2 separate regions of the Gossypium hirsutum genome follow, and region 2 is linked to region 1. The links are chromatin contacts, called in public Hi-C maps. All regions are on one chromosome and are shown on one strand. The core of a region is the stretch at or near the end of the contact, and the rest is flanking DNA. Distances in the headings are between cores, read along the strand shown.

The links. Hi-C and Micro-C count contacts between places; a contact is called where the count stands out from the background.
Region 2: a contact with region 1 is called in a Hi-C map of leaf, with 1.5 times the contacts expected there. The contact joins the promoter of LOC107915879 here to the enhancer-like site in region 1. A contact is called at or near these places in 2 of 34 Hi-C or Micro-C datasets (callus and leaf).

The regions. Positions count from the first base shown.
Region 1 is chrD10:61,063,289-61,065,988 of Gossypium_hirsutum_v2.1, reverse strand. No RefSeq gene overlaps it. Among protein-coding and RNA genes, the nearest start is that of LOC121222528, 21 kb to the right of the region's middle. Within about 2 kb of position 1,253, at least 3 of the 9 cell types and tissues checked have an H3K27ac peak or open chromatin away from gene starts, as enhancers often do. A contact at or near this core is called in leaf, where this site is marked.
Region 2 is chrD10:61,270,755-61,273,454 of Gossypium_hirsutum_v2.1, reverse strand. LOC107915879 (ubiquitin-conjugating enzyme E2 8) reads right to left here and starts at 1,250. Exons shown (of 8, transcript XM_016845072.2): 1 at 1,069-1,250; 2 at 643-770; 3 at 262-366. The coding sequence starts at 1,138.

The DNA of each region.
Region 1 (2,700 bases), core at 4-2,503:
GGGCCATCCATACACTCTTACAAAGGAATTGGAAAGTCCATATCTGCCATATTCCTAGAGATCATAATGTAGTTATGGATTTCATAGCTAAGTAAACTGGTATAAATTTTACCAGTTTATAGGTGTTTTTTGAACCTCTTCAAGCTATGTGGGAGTTAATCCAAAAGGATATTATGGGCTATTATTTTTCTACGTATTTCTGTAATCGCTTAATGTAGTTTTTATTTACCAAAAAAAGCAAGCGGTAAATTTAAGATTTTGCCAATTTAATTGACAAGGACTAAAATCTCACCATGTGCATATTTTTATTTTTATTAGTTTTTATTAAAATAAAAAGATTAAAATACCTTAAAATAATATAACTGATTTCAATTAAGAAAGAACATTTTCGTAATTTTCTTAATCGAGTTGGTACTCGTTCGACTCATAACACCAACTTATTATCAGAAAAATTACAAAACATTAAATTTAATATAATTTAGATTTGATAATTTTGATACAAACATGACATATATAAAACCAAAAAAATAATGTGATAATTTTCTTTTGGTCTAGATTTCTAAGTATTCAATATATTCAAAGTCAAATTTGAGAAAAATTTCCAATTTTCTTCATTTAAAAAGAAATCTGAAACTTTAATTAAAAAACAGGAGGATAATGTTGAACATAGATACCATATTCACATATAAACAATTATGACAACAAAAATTGCCGACACATTATACATATATGTATTCCTTTATGTTAATGTTTCCTTAGGCACTAAATGAATATTAAATCTAAATAAAATTACTATTATTTGGGAGATTATGTAACAATGTAAATTTATGATATATTCTTAGAGTAAATTCATCCTTCATCCAAATAAATAAAGCCAAAATATAAACTTTTACTCTGAACTCATATTATTCTCAACCGTATCTGTACATAGACTTGTGTTAAATTACAAAATTTATCTGCATTTACTATGCTGAAAATTACTGACACTAAAAAAGAAAAGAAGAAGACTTATTCTTGTATATTTTTGGGGTTTGTAAATTTTGTCATTGATGTAATCGTAGCCGTTTGTCACCATTCAAACCTGACAAACACGTAAAGATAGCAGTGACTGCCAAAGCCGGTCCTGCTGACATTAACCCGCAAAGCGAGCGTGACAACATAAAGACAAAGGGTAATAGTTAAGAATAATCCATGTGTCTAATGATGGAGAGATCTGGTTTTTACTGATTGGACCCCACAAAGGGGTGACTGTGAGATTCTCGTCAGAGAAAAGGCAGAAGTGATGGGACAAATGACGTGTGGGACCCAAAAGTAGTGGGACCGTGTCCGAATCTCTGTCGTTTCTTCTAGGTTGGAATGAGAAGCTATGATAACCCAGTTTTGTCGGAAACCCCCCTTTTTCTTTAATGAAAACTTTGTCCCTTTCCTACGAGTTAAAAATTATATATATGTTAAATTAATTTGTCAATGGACAAGTATGAACATGACAAAAATATAATTACGAATATTCACCAAAAAAAAGTGTTTTAAACAAAATATAAATTTAATCCTTTAACTTTAATCTAATGTACAATATGTTATTTGCACCAGAAATGTTTAATGTGATATTCGTGCTATTATGTTGTCTATCAATATGCCCCAAAATCTTCACAATTTTAAATTTATTTGTTGATTGACAAATAAATTATATGATAAAAAAAAAGGATATGTAAAGTTCGAAACCAATTATATGATAACACAAGACATTTCAAATGCCACCCATGCAAAACATATATACACACATGGGTGAATTAATAATTTTTTTTAGGGTGCAGGAATTGAATAATAAATTTTTAAAAGATTAAAAATAATTTTATAATGTATTAATTTATTATTTTATCATTATTTAAGGGGTTAAACATAATTTTCTTATTTTAAGAGTTAATGTGTAATTTTATCATAAATTAATTTTTAATTTAATCATCTTATAAGGGACTTGAATAACAATTTTCCATTTGAAAGTGGCCAAGACCTCCACCTACCTTTATATTTGCCCATGTATTATGTATTATGTATATACCTGCTCATGGGTCGGGCCACCCAGCTGGGCCCGAAAGCCTACCCGAAAAATGAGATTATTTGGATAAAAAATATAGGTCCAAAAATTGGACTTGGGTGAAAAAATATGGCCCATTTAGAACACAGGCCGGGCTTTAGGTAAGGCTTTTTTGGCCCTGAGCCTGGCCCAACCCGAATATGCTAAAAAATTGGGTTTTTTTACTGTTTTTTATTATTTTATTATTGATTTTTTTCACTATTTTGATACCATTTCACTATTATGTTTCTATTATTTTATTGTTCTGTATAACTCTTGTATTATTGTTAATTTTGTTACTATTTTAGAAATATTTGCTTGTTAAGTTGCACCTATCTTAGTGTTATTTAAGTAAATATTTTTTAAATTTATTTTTAATTTGTTGGGAAATATTTATTTTAATATTTTTAGTATTTTTGATGTATTATATTTTTTTAAATATATATAAAATAATAGTATAAAAAATTAATATGGGTGGGCAGGGCCAAGCCCAAGTCTTAGCATTTTTATCTAGGTCGGGCCTGGGCAAAATTTTAATCCCATTTTTCGGGTCAGACTCAGGCCTAAAATTTTGGTTGCCCCCGACTTAACCCATGAGCACCTCTAACTATGTATATACATGTCGC
Region 2 (2,700 bases), core at 1-2,500, 210 kb before region 1:
TAATTTTATATTTTTAAAAAAAATTTAAATAACTCAAACTATACAACTTTTAAATTAGTCTGAAAATGATTAGAGATTCATTTAGTTTTAGGTGTGGGTTGGGATTGATTTTATATAATTTATTTTCTTTCACCCATGGGCATCTCATAATCTAGTTTTTGACAAAGAATGGTTGAGAAATAGCATAACAGGGAAATGTAATTTTCAAACTGAAATATACATTTACTTGGATGCAGTTAGGAGGTTTGAGCAAATTATAACCTTGGATATGGTGAGGGCGGGGGTCCACTTATCCTTCAAAATATCAATGCCAATGCTACCATTCTTGTTAATATTAGGGTGAAAGATCTTGCTCCTGAAAGCAACCTAAATGGAAGGAAAAAGAATCGAAAAAGAAGATAAAAGAAGAAAAAGAGAGGTTAGGTGAACAAAACTACAAGTTGGGGGGTCATTAATATGTTATAAGGTTGGAAAATCATGAAATAACGTTGTCCTATTATTTACTATGTAACTTCAAGATTTAGCACAGTCTAGCTCAGCATTGAAGGTCCATACTCCTCTGGTTACAATAAATTTCTCTTCGAAAATAAATTTGATGCTATTCTATCCTCAGTATATATTAACATCAACATTATGAAGCACCTTGGGTGGTTTAAATGGATAGTCCGGAGGGAAATGAATTCTGAGTTCAAACTTTCCACCTTCATATGGAGTGTTCAGAGGACCCGGCATAGTTGCTTGCCAAATGAAGATTTCTTCATTCTCAGGAGCTTATCATGCCATCAATAATAAAAAAGGTAAAACAAGTGTTAGATGGTAGTGCAATGAGAAAATATATCATGTTGCAGTCCTAAACAATTTTAGCACATATTTAACAGAAATAATGGTGCAATGATGAATTCTTACATCCACCCAAGCTAATACCCAGAAATATTCTCTTTTTGCGAAACATGCTAACCATTTGCTATCAACTTCATTTACATCTATAGCATTATTAATTCCATTGACTTCCTATCAGCTGTAACTGTAACAAAAGGAAATAGGTAAAGAGGAGAGAAGGAATGGAACCTAAGCTGCAAAAGTTAGGAGGATCTTTTTGGAGATCCTTGAGCTCCTTCAAGATCCGCTTTGAAGCCATCACACCTAAAATCCCAAGCTAGATTGATCACCTTTAGCGTCAATCAAGGTGTTGCACTGTATTTGTTTTTAAAGTGAGGTTCCAGAACAAAAGTGTTGACTTCCTAACCCCCCCCTTTTTTTTTTGCCAGATAGGCTTTATAATTAAAAAAGAATATGGACGATCAGGGTCTTTCTTAAGTTCTAAATTATTGTTTTGGTGGACCCCACAGGACCATAATATATATATTTTTTATAAATCTTAATTAAGAATAAGAAATGGAATGCTTGACTTTTAATAATATATTTTTGCCATTAGGTTAAAAGTTTGTTGACAAAATAAAATAAGTTTACTTGCCCTTTCTTGAGTATATTATTTTTTTCCCTATTTATAAAATTATAAAGCTTTTGAAACGATGATAAAATAAAATATTTGTAAACTCTAACAGCACGTTTGGTTCGCTGTAGTGGAATAGAGGCGTAATAGTAAATCAATTGTTTGGTTGAATGTAATGGAATAGAGGCGTAATAGTATTCCTGTGTTTGGTTGAATGGAATAGAGGTGTAATAGCATAATAGAAAAAACTAAAATGACTAGAATACCCTTAGCATAAATTTGTTTGGGTAAATGATTATTGTTATTGTTATTTAAATTTTAATAAGATTATTAATATCAATAATAAATAATTTAATCATATTTAAACATAATTATTATTAAATATATTATAATTGAAATATATAATTTAATAAAATTCTTACTAATCAATATTCTTATATGAATTTACTCAAATAATAATATATGATACTATAAAATATAATTTAACATAATTATTATTAAATATATTATAATTAAAATATATAATTTAATAAAATTCTTAATAATTAATATTCTTATATGAATGTACTCAAATCATAATATATGATACTATAAAAGATAATTTAACATAATTATTATGAAATATATTTTAATTAAAATATATAATTTAATAAAATTCTTAATAATCAAAATTCTTTTATGAATTTACTCAAATCATAATATATGATACTATAAAATATAATTTAACATAATTATTATTAAATATATTATAATTAAAATATATAATTTAATAAAATTCTTAATAATTAATATTCTTGTATGAATTTACTCAAATCATAATATATGATACTATAAAAGATAATTTAACATAATTATTATTAAATATATTTTAATTAAAATATATAATTTAATAAAATTCTTAATAATCAAAATTCTTATATGAATTTACTCAAATCATAATATATGATACTATAAAATATAATTTGAAATAATTAAATTTAAATATATTTTAATTAAAATATATGATTTAATAAAATTTAAAATAATTATAACTAATAAATTTTCTTATATGAATTTGTATAATTTAAAATAATTATTATTAAATATAATTTAATAATAATATATAATTTCATAAAATTCGTAATAATAAATTTTCTTATATGAATTTATATAATTTAAAATAATTAATATTAAATATACTTTAATAATGATATATAATTTCATAAAATTCTTGATAATAAATTTTCTTATATGAATTTATACAATTA